Regions from separate parts of the Sus scrofa genome. Here region 1 is linked to region 2. Evidence: chromatin contacts called from public Hi-C data. All regions are on one chromosome and are shown on one strand. The core of a region is the stretch at or near the end of the contact, and the rest is flanking DNA. Distances in the headings are between cores, read along the strand shown. Region 1 holds the start of ARHGAP22 (rho GTPase-activating protein 22). Region 2 overlaps ARHGAP22 (rho GTPase-activating protein 22).

The links. Hi-C and Micro-C count contacts between places; a contact is called where the count stands out from the background.
Region 1: a Hi-C map of omental adipose tissue shows a contact between it and region 2, with 1.6 times the contacts expected there. The contact joins the promoter of ARHGAP22 here to the enhancer-like site in region 2. A contact is called at or near these places in 10 of 47 Hi-C or Micro-C datasets (embryonic fibroblasts, epiblast stem cells, fetal heart ventricle and 6 more) and 1 of 2 datasets of contacts at active chromatin or transcription factors (skeletal muscle).

What each region holds. Positions count from the first base shown.
Region 1 is chr14:89,330,096-89,335,634 of Sscrofa11.1, forward strand. ARHGAP22 (rho GTPase-activating protein 22) reads right to left here and starts at 1,293. Exons shown (of 11, transcript XM_021073072.1): 1 at 1,063-1,293.
Region 2 is chr14:89,117,798-89,123,538 of Sscrofa11.1, forward strand. ARHGAP22 (rho GTPase-activating protein 22) reads right to left here. Exons shown (of 11, transcript XM_021073072.1): 7 at 4,680-4,812; 8 at 3,518-3,591; 9 at 2,850-2,971; 10 at 63-948. Among named protein-coding and RNA genes, the nearest start is that of MAPK8, 130 kb to the left of the region's middle. Within about 2 kb of position 4,439, at least 11 of the 83 cell types and tissues checked have an H3K27ac peak or open chromatin away from gene starts, as enhancers often do. A contact at or near this core is called in omental adipose tissue, where this site is marked.

The DNA of each region.
Region 1 (5,539 bases), core at 43-2,542, 210 kb after region 2:
TGCGGGAACACCAGGTCCTTCTAGAGCCCTGTACCTGGGCATCACCTCACTCACAGGCATTATCAATATCAACAGCTAGAAAGCACTTAATAGGCACCCACAGGTATTGTTAATATCAACAGCAAGTACTTAACAGGCACCCACTGTGGACCACACACATTAACCTGATTCAAATTAACCCAGAGGTGACTATTTCAGTGGAACTGTGCGAGTCATCCTAAGCCACACGGTGTAACACGGTGCAGGTGGGGGGGGGGATTCGAACCCAGATTGCTCTGGCATTCTCTGCAGCCCCATTCTTCAAACTTGGACAGATGGTCCCGGTTGTCCTGGACTGGCCTAGCCATGTGTTCACCTTAAGGCTCCTCATACATCTCCCACAGGGCCCCCTGGCTTCCAGCGTGTGTGGGCACTGGGTAAAGAGCACCCCATCACCTAGTGGACACCTGGGCCCTGGCAGACAGGGGGGGGCGCCCAGACTTCCAGAAAAGCCTCCTGCGTGTTGCCCGGCCTAGGGTCTGCTCACCTGGTACGGAGGAGCCGGACACCTCCATTTCCGCTGCACAGAACCTGCCTGGGGATCCCTCTTCAGGGCACTGGCTGGAGGGAGCACCTTGGGCTCCCTGCCCCCTCTTCTCACCCCCTGGGCCCTGCCGGTCCTGGCCCTGCCCCCAGCCCCCATGTGACCAGCGGGCAGGACTAGGAGGAAGCTGCCCAGGCGGAACATTATCAATCAGGTCCAGGCTCCCTGGCTCCTCGGTGCCTCCGGGGATGGTGCGTTGATGGCCGTTCTTGGCCTGCTAAGAGGCTGCCGCAGACTCTGCTCAAGAAATGTTTCCCCAGTGAGGCTGACCTCTGCCAGAAAGGGCTGGGGCTGGGCGGCTCGCGGCGGCAGGCCTGGAGTTTGACTTGGTGCAGAGCGCCCCCTGGTGGGCACAAGCCGGCACTGTCTCCCACGCCCCTGGACAATTGCCTCCTTCACAGCCCCAGCTCTGTACGCATTCCTCCCTGCCTCAGGACCCCCCAAGCCCCAAATCGCCCCACCCTGATCTGCAGCCTCACCTTCTCCGGGCCATGGGCTGCTCGCAGGTGTACGGGATTCCTGGGGCTTCCTACACAGTCTTCCTCTGAGAAGCTGGACTCCGTGCTGCGCTGCTCAGTTCTGTCTTGAGTACCGGGAGGAAGTTGGGGCTGGAGAAGTCATTAGCAGGGGAGGAGCCCTCAGGTTGCGGAGGGAGGAGCTGAACCACTTCCCAAAGTTCCAGCATCACCAAAATCTCCCCCATTCTGTGGATAGGGAAAGAGATCAGAAAGGTTCAGTGCGTTTTCCAAGGTGACGGATTACAAGCGACATCCCTGCGATTTGAAATAAAGGCCAGTTGATTCGAAAGCCAAGGCCAAGGAGGGAAGCAGGCAGATGGCCCTCCATGATCTGCCTCTCAGTGGAGCTCTGGTGGACAGAGAGCCCTCTCTCCAAGGGTGGGCCGGTCTCCTCTTCACCTGGACTCAGAATGGCCCCACTCTTGTTCCTCCCTGATGAATGCAGGGGAGGCCGGCTATGGCCTGGTAGCCTTGGAAAGCCTGATTCGGCATCTGGGCAGAGCCAGGGCTGGGGTAGAAGCTCGGTCAGGCCAGCCTCAGGAAGGTGGTGATGGCAGAGGCAGGTGATCACCCACCCTAAGTATGCGGTAACCTCCCACTGGCCCCTGGAGGCTCCTGGGAGTGAGGCAGGGTGGACCTGGGTGGAGAGGAGTTGCTGGTACAGGTCCTGCTGCAAGGACAGAACTCAGGGCTTTCTGAAGAGCCAGGTGTAGCGTCCTGCTCTTGGACCCTCCTACTGGGAATTGAGTTGGCAATCAGCAAACTAGGCCTTCTCTGTGCTTGAATGGAGGAGGGCTAACTCTCTGTTCAGACCTGCTGGGGGAGGTGGTGGAGCTGGTGTGGAAAGAATAAGGGCATTAGAGTCAAGCAAAGTTGAATTTGAGTCCTGTCATGGACACTTCTTAGCTGAGCCCCTGGGTAAGTTGCACTGTGTCCCTGCACTCCATTCCCCATCTGTAAAATGAGAATAATGCTGCTGACTCCAGGGTCTGTTGTGAGGTAAGTCATGCAAAGAACTCAGCTAAGTGCTCAGCTCTGGTCCTCACACCCCGATGCAGCCAGTGGCACTTAACAGGGATCTAGAAAGGGCTCGTTTCCTCCATCAGCAGCAGCAGCTTTAATTAGGGCAGTATTTGGTTCTCAAACTGGGATTCCTGCACAGTCTAATAAATTGTGCAATTTAATTTAATGTGATAAATTTAAAAATAAGACCATTTTAGAAGGTTTTATACTCAAACACTCTCAGGTGATTTTAGTGCCAGAGTCGCTGTCCGTATTTAAAACCCAATTGGCAGCAGGTGGCAGAGAATCTGGCAGAGAATTTCTTTCATGTGTGGCACTTAGGGCTCTGGTAGAGTGGGTCTCCAGGGGAGCCAGCAGCCCACATGGGGCTTCCTCTTGGGAGAGTTTTGGTGGTGGGGTGACTGGGTGGTGACCCACAACCCTCACCAGGAATTGGGCACCATCAGTGAGCTCACTGGCTTCCATAAAATCAGGGTTCTGTGTAGCGGTTCTGAGGGCTTTAGAAGCCCCCAGAAATCAGGGTGGTCACACAACAACCCTCTAGAGACCTCTGTTCAATGAGCCATTGAACCCTAGCCGTCACAAGCTCAGTCAGAACCATATTGTAAATTGCATTTAATGAAGAATTCTTAGGGGGACTTTTTGTTTTTACGTAGCAAAGTTGTTTTGTTTTTCCAGTTGTTATAAGTTATAAGCATAGGAAGGCTACATACTGTTTTATGGGTGTAAATATTGAAATTGATACTGGAGCTCAGGGATTGTTTCTCCCTTTTTTTCCTGTAATAAACTTGACTCATATTTAATAATAGAGGCAACATTGTTTTTTGAGAAAATGTCAACTGTTAAAGGTTCCTAAAAAGCAATACAGCAGTCTTCATTGTTATTTCCCTAGAGACATCACACTTTTTAACAAATGTATACTAGATGAGTATCCAAAAACAAAAACATTAATCTTACTTGGAGAGAAATCTGCACTTCACACAAGTTTTCTTGCTTTATATAAATCATATTTTCTCTAGCTTAGATTTCCTTTTTAATTTTTCCTTTTTGCACTTTTTGCACTTTTTAATATGCAAAGGCTTTTCATCACTGAGACCACAAAATGACTAATCAGATAGCATTATGATTTAAATCGCCATTTTTATTACTGGTTGTTTTAAGATTGTTTTAAAGCTTGCCCCAGCCTAGGGTTTAGAAAATTTTAACTCCACCAAGTTAGCCTCCCAAACACACCAGGCACGAATTCTTTGATTGAATCACTCAGTTAAGAAAGGTAGTCTTTTCAGCTGTGAATCGCTAATCATCCAATCCATACCAACTGCCATCAAGGTGTCAACTCTTTGTTAGACGCAGAAGCAGCAAAGTAATCACGTTCAAAGGACTAAGGTGGTTATGCTGAAATGCAGATTACCCGGTCCCATCCCCAGTCTGAATATATCCCTGGGAATGGGGCTCCAGTTTGCATCCTGAACACACTCCCCAGAAATCCTGAACCATGGTCTTGCAACCTATCAAACCGCCTCACCTTGGAAAGCAAAAGTCATTGTTTTTCACAAAATCTTGGGAAAGGCTCGGGCTGAAGGGGAAATTCTAAAACATTCTGAAGATCGCCCCAATCTACACTGCTCAGGGAATGGAGAGAGGCTAAACAGGTGAGCACACTCTGGGTGCCCCAATCGTTTCTGCCAATGTGGACAGACCCTTTCTTCTGAAGGTAAAGAATTTGGAGATCTGGACTGAGGAGAGGAGACAGGGTCAACCTACTCAAACCTAGCTGTGTAAAGAACTGTGCTCTCTGACCTCTCCATAGCCTCTCCCTGGGCCACTCGTAGTTCATCCAGCCAGTCTCTCCTGCGGTCTCTACGCAGCCAGTGCTGGACGAGAGTTTCTCCCTCTTTCTGAAGAGGGTTTCTATTATTACTTAGAAGAAACATTGATTAATAAAGGAACTGAGCAATCCTGATTGTAATTTGCAACTATGGGCATAAGATGGCGCTCTCACCACACCATTTCCCCCCCCCCCCATCTTTTTCCCCCCTGCAGCTGCACACTGTTACAGTCTGAGATCTTTCCAGGGAGGGACTCTGTTGGCCTTAGGGGGCTCAGGTGAGTCACCTGCATAGCACCCATGGGAAACACACACTTCTGGGAAATTCAGGGCTGGGACTAGGGTAAGGCAGGTGAGACATCTAGGATGCAAATTTTAAGGAGGCTGTGAGTGCCTCACTTGTCTCATCCTCACCCAGGTCCCAGGCCTGGGGAGTGTGTAAGAGAGGAGTGGCATGGGTGCTGGGGAATGGCCCCTAAGACCTTAGGAGAGAGGATGCTTGCCCCCATAGCACTGGTCAGGTAGGGCCCTCCTCCTAGCTGGGGCACTAAGGCTCCTTGTCACCGGGAGAGTATGGCCAGGATAACCAGATGTGTTTTCTGGGAGGGAATGATGAGGAATGGACAAGGCACTGCCCCATCCCCAATCCCACTCGGAGTCAGAGGCAAGTGTGAGTGTGGGGGCCAGCCACGGAGAGGTCAGCAGGGTGTGGCTGAGCAGAGCACTGCCCTGGAGGCCCCTCTCCTGTCTGCAGTCCAGGCTCGCCCCAGCCTTCCCTGGCTCCCACTGAGATAGAGGAGGAACAGCTGTGTTCCAGCAGAGGCCACCTGCCACCTGGGGGCAGGTGGGTCTCTGCCTGGGGCTGGGTCCTTGGTACCGCAGGTGACACTGAGAAAATCAGTGCAGCCTTCAGTGTGGCCCCTGGAAGCTCTGTGAAGAGAGCTGACCTGGGGCAGGTGGATGAAGACACTGACAAACATTTGGTAAGTCTAAATCATCCATCATTAACTATAAAATAAATGAGTCATGAATTAAGGTGGGGGCAAGAAGAAGAGGGTGAAACTAAAACTACCTATGAAATAATAACCAATACTGAACACAGTAACACAGGTGACAAGTGCGGGGAGAATTAGACCATCCAGACTCCTGAGTGCCTGGGGCTTTAGCCCTGTCCACTAGAGACACACTGTCAGCCACACATGTAATTGAACTTTCTCTAGCAGCTGCCTTAAAAAAAAGGTGAAATTAGTTTAATAATATATTTGATTTAACGCAATATATTTTCCAAAAAAGAAGCAGGTGAAATTAGTTTACTATATTTGATTTAATGCAATATATACAAAATTTTATAATTTTAACATGTAATCAATATAAAAATTGTTATTGAAAAAGCATATACTTTTTTTGTACTAAGTCTTCCAAAATCTGGCATGTACTTTACATTTGTAATACATCTCAATTTGGATGCTGAAATATTTCCATTGGAAATATCTATTTTTAGATTTCACAAAATTTAGAGTTGAAAGAGATGATTTACCTACCCCAATTTTCCCAAACATCTGTAAAAGATTTTTTTTATAGTTGTAT
Region 2 (5,741 bases), core at 3,189-5,688:
AGGGCTCCACCCAGCCCGTGGAGCGCCAGCCTCACACTTGCCCGGTGGCTGCGGCCCTTTACCTTTTCACACTTGTCTCGTACTCAATCCTCTGCCGGCACAGCTCTGCCCTGAGCTCTGTGACCAGGCCCTGGAGAGCCTCGGAGCGGCGGGCGCGGTCCTGGGCGGGGCTGCCTGGGTCACTGGGCTCACTGCTGCTGATGCAGGAGCCCACACCATCCAGGCCGTGGTCCAGGTCCGGGGATCTGTGCCCCTCGCTGCTGCTGGGGACAGGGGAGGGCTCAAGGGCCCCCTCGGTGTGCAGGGAACTGCAGGCGGAAGAGTCACTGGCCCGGCAAGCCGTGCAGCTGCTGACTGAGGCTCTGGCTGAGGCCTCGGACCACGGCATGCTGGCCACACTGGACGTGCTGGGAAAGAGGCTGGGCGGGGGCACGTTGTCATAGGTGGACAGTCTCTGCTCAGAGCCTGAGTCCTTGAGCCGGTCTCCTGATAAGGCCCGGCGGTGGCCGCGCAGGGAGGACAGCCCATTCATGAGCCAGTTACCTCCAGAGATGATGGGCACCTCCAAGGAGGAGCTGCCCACCTTTGGGCTCCCCGACCGGGACCCTGACTGCCGGAAGGAAGACCTCCAGTTGGGCAGAGTCTGCACCTTCTTCCCAGGGCTGGTGGCAGCAGGGCTGCATCGGCTTCCCAGGCCTGTGGGAGAAGTTCTAGAGAGTGCCGCCACAGCAGCCCCATCCAGAGAAGCAGTCCTGTGCGAGGGCAGGCCAGGGGCGCTGGGGCTGCCGGGCTCCACCTGGCTGTCCTTGGGGACCTCCTCAGACCCCCATCCCACGGTGCACGGTGGGCCCCTACGAGGGGAGGCTGGCCCTTCCGTGGTCCTTGAAGTAAAAAGCTGGCTGTGTTTGCGGATCAGGACAGTCATCAGATGCTGGACCAGGGAAGTGCCTGCAAGGAAGAAGGAATAAGAAAAGTCTCACTGTGAATGTCTCCAGTCCAGACTCTCCATACCAGTCAGGGGAAGCTGCAGCTCAGACCCAGGGTGCCCAGTTCTGCTTGAACCCAAAACCAGGCTGCCTCTGAAGTGAGGACGCACACAAGAGCTTGCCAGCTGCCACCCTGAAGGAGAGGACAGCCACCACACTCTCCAAATCCAGGCACGATCAGCAGGACCACACCCGAGAATCCCCCTCCTCCAACATGGGGCCTGGAGCACAGAGAGGCACTGTGCCTTCTCGCCCACTCCAACCAGCTGGTGCGAAGAGGGGCAGGTACATGCCCACTAAGGCTGCAGGGTGAGCCAAGGGCAGGGTGAGGCTGGAAATCAGGGCCTGGGTGGCAGTGCCCTCTCAGCTGCCCCACACGCCCCCCCCCATGCTGCCCATAGTGGCTGGGCCTGTCCACACTCTGGGGGACACAGGGTTCTGAGACACGGGATAGAGATGTCTTACAAGTGTCCGTGGGCACACTGCACAATCTCACACAATTATACACACACAGTTCCACACACACACAAATGAACACAGCCACCCCGCAACATGAACAACCCCAACACACACATACACAATCCCCCTTCTCCAGGCCACATCTGCTGAGACGCAGCCTGCGGCCTCTGTGGGGATTCTGTTTCTGAGGCTGTGGGGTGGGAACAGGGGTCAGCGACCAAGGGAGGCTGTACAGAGGGACCACCTGCCTGGTTCCCTCAGGTTATCCTCAACCAAGGAGCAGAGACTGCAGTGAGGAAGGTAAAGTGCTTGTGTGGACCCTCCCACTGGAAGTAACCAAGAATCCTGGAGGAAATGAAGAATCTTTAGTCCAGACACAAGAACTCGGGAAAGTCAGTAGAGTGAGCGTTGGCCCTCTGGCATTTGTGCTACCTGACAGGCAGGAGCTGGGGGCCTGGGGCCAGAGACACACCCATCAGGCCATGCGGGGGCTGAGCAAGAGCACCGTCCCCAAGGGCCACACCCTCAGCCAGCGGGGTGGACAGCTCCAAGCCCACCGCACACCCCCTGCATCTCCCCTGCATCATGTTCAGTGAAGAATGGCAACTCTGCCCTCAGCATGCTTAGCACCAGGGGGCAGTGAACTCCGGCTGGCACAGGGCAGGGCCCTTGTGAGTCCTGGCCAGCCTCTGCAGTCCTCAGCTGGGGCTGGCTGCGGGGTTCCTGTCGGAGCGGCCAGACCCTCCCACTAACCCCGCTGGGACAGTCGTCCATGGCACCTCCAAGCAAGGCTCTCATTTCCATGCCAGCCTGCACCTGTGCCCTTTGAAAAGTTGGGCTGACAGGGTCACCCTGCCTCTCTGAGCCTGTCTCCCGATCTGTAAAATGGGGGCATAACTGCAGCACTGGCTGCTTATGATGATTAAAGTGAGGTAAGAGAAGTAGAGGCCCTGGCATATTGAAAGCAGCTGCTGGTACCATTTTTTAAATTATGGTTTTTTTCATTATAGAACAGAATATCCCCAGGGTTTGCAAAGCTCTGACATCCAGAAGAAGCCAATAACAATTACTTAGCCAAAAATGAGTAAAACAAAAACATCTGTGTGTACTGATGGGCAAGGGCGCCGACTTTCTCTATCCCCCCAACCCCAGCCTCTCCCACAAATCTAATTGCACCTTATGACCCCATCCACAGGACAAAGTTCTTCCTTTTATAGCTGACCCCATGGGGGAGGAGGAGCTGGAGGAAGCGGGGGAGGAGATCCAGAGAAGCTCCTGCCAAGTCCCCAGTGATGGAGCCACCCTTCCCTCTGGCCTGGCATGAAGTTCTGAGGACCTTCCCCGGACCAAGGTGAGCCCAGACCCCAGAGCACCCAGTTCTGCCATGCACCCCTTCCCCATTACCTTCCATGATGGTCACCGGATCTTCTATCGGAGGCCGAAGTATGTTAGGTCCGAAAACAGTTGCCAGGTTCTGGACACTCATCTTGTTGACATCTGAGTGAGACTGAACTTCATCCAGAAACCTGCAAAGGGCGGAAGAGACCATTGGCAGAGAAGCAAATACCGATGCCAGATCTACTGGCAGCTGCCTGGCCCCTCTGCTCAACTGAGCCCACGTGTTTCCACAGCTGCCAGGCACAGCCAGCTGCCCCTGCCAGGCTCTGAAGAGGCAGAGCTTCCTTGGCATCTGAGAGGGCCATCAGAAGCAAAGGCCACCAGGACAGGGACCCGTTGTTGGCTTGGGAGGACACCCAGCATGTCCTCTCCAGGCACCTGAGCCCAGGCACCGTCAGGAGGCCAACCCATGGGGAGTGGATGGTGAGAGGCACCCAGAGGAGGAAGAAGGAACAGAGACTGTGTCCCTTCCCGCCAGTAAAGATGTGCTCAGGACTGCGTGACACGCCTGCTTCCACGGGGATTGTAAGGCCTGTGAGTGCAGGGACCATGCTCCTCTATGTTTCCCGCTGGCTCTGCACTCAGGGAGAAGAGAGGGTGGGAGCATGACCCTGGCCCCAGGGAGGACGCAGAGCCAGAGCGCAGGAGAGGGAGGCCCACCCCCACTCACTTACTTGCAGATGTATCTGAGCAGGTTGTAATTGACCAGGGGAAGGCTGCTTACTTGTTTAGCCAACTCCAGGGTCCCCTTGGGATTGAGAGAGGAAAAACAGCATTTTTAAGCCCAGCAACCAGGGAGTTCCTGTTGTGGCACAGCAGAAACAAATTCGACTAGGAACCGTGAGGTTGCCGGTTCGATCCCTGGCCTCGCTCAGTGGGTTAAGGATCTGGCATTGCCATGAGCTGTGGTGTAGGTCACAGATGTGGCTCAGATCTGGCGTTGCTGTGGCTCTGGCGTAGGCTGGCAGCTATAGCTCCAATTCGACCCCTGGCCTGGGAACCTCCGCATGCTGTGGGTGCAGCCCTAAAAAGACAAAGGACAAATAAAATATAATAAAAAAGACCAGCAACCAGGTCCCAACCTTTCTCCCACTGGAGGGAGGTGGGCTGAGGAGGCGGTGGGGATCAGAGTCCAGAACTCCATCCACAGCCCATGGGCCTGGCCCCAGGTGATCAAAGGGCTCCACCACTTCCATCTCCCTTCCAGGAGCGGCCAGGCCAGGCTTGTGACCTCTGGGCGGGGAGAAGCCGATTTACTCTCCAGAGGCTGTTGTGAGGGATGTGCCTCTGCTGGGCCACAGAGGAATGTCAGGGCCAGCGCTCAGCTCACTTATCGAGGCACAAATATTTGCCAGATAAAGACCCCTCATCTCCCACATGGCCAGAGGGAGGACAAACAGTCCTTCCCCGGCCCGCCGGAGCCAAGCAGAGCTGCAGGCGGGCGATGCAGGGTGGGGGTGGGGGCCCTGTCCGGGGAGCAGTCTCGGATTCTTTTGGGAGGAGGCACGATAGAAAGAGATGAAAGGTCTGCTTGTTTCCAACCCCATGGCCGGCCTGGGTGGCCTGAGTTGGGTATGGGAGCAGGTGTGCCTATAGGGTAGTGGCTGAGCCTGGGGACCCTGCATACAGGGGTACAGCTGGAACATGGCTGCTGCACAGGGTACCTGTCCCTCCAAGAGATCGAGATGTCCCAGCCCACCCCAGACTGGGAGATTCCACACGCAGAGCAGACTGCAGGATCTACGTGCCATGAGAAGTTATGGAAAGTCCTGTCTCCACATGTCCCCACCAACTGGCAGGCCCACCCCCCAGGATGCGTCCCCGAGAGCCACTAACCTCCCCCTCGTCCTTGGTGAGCAGCTGGGCGCAGCTGAGGAAGTCCTCGTACCTGGCGAAGGGGACCACAGGCTCGGGGAGCTCCCGCAAGTACAGCTTCAGCAGGGAGGCCACCGTGTGCACATCTGTGGTGCTGTGGGCAGAGGGACGTGTGTGAGGCCCGGGCACCAGGGAACCACAGGAGAGACCAGCGCCTGCCCCATCCCCCTCAGGGGCAGCCTCTGCTCTCACGTGTGTGTGCACACTTACACACCTGCACTGTACTGCGACGGCCACCTTCCACTGGCCTGGTGCCTGCCCCAGGGCATTCTGAAGAGCAACCTGGAGCTGCTCCACACCGCAGGTTGGGGAGCCAAGGGCACAGCTGTCCTTTGACCCAACCTAAGCCTGTCCCAGGATCACCCTCCAATGGAAGTGGAAGGGCCACGTCCAAGGCACCCGGCAGGCAGGGCTGCTGAGTTCCTTGAAAAAGCACGATGTTCCTGGGCACCTGCCACCAGCTGGGCAAGTCAGACCACAGGCCCTTCCCCAGCATCTGGGATCCTATTCATACTATGGAAGCCCATTTCCAGAGCCCTGTGTGTCCACCCCCAACCATCTGTCTCTTGCTCAGAGTGGCCCAGGCAGAGGTGGGCGGCAGCCTTGGCCTATCTGGACTCTGGGCTCAGGTCTTGGCATCTCCTCCAAGCCTGTCTTCCAGGCTGGGGCTGGGGCTGGGTCCGAGGTTTTTCATCTGCTTTTCTAGGGCCCTAGATTTAAATTGTGGAGCTGCATTTCCCTTGGGAGGTGCTCAGGAAAGATGGGCCTGGAGCCAAAAGAATATGGCTGGGCCATTAAGTACCACCTGCACCTGACTGTCTAAGGTTGGTATCACTGACATAAAGCCCTGGGGTCTCTTCCGCTCTGGCATTTGGGATTCTGGGGTTCTATATGCCCACATGCACCTGGAACTCACACACCCAGGGCCCCTCCTGTCTCAGGACAGGTGGCTCTTAGTTTGGCCAACTGAGCAGCCCTCATCCCTGCCCCCACCTCCTCTCTCCAGCCAGGCATGCTGCTGCC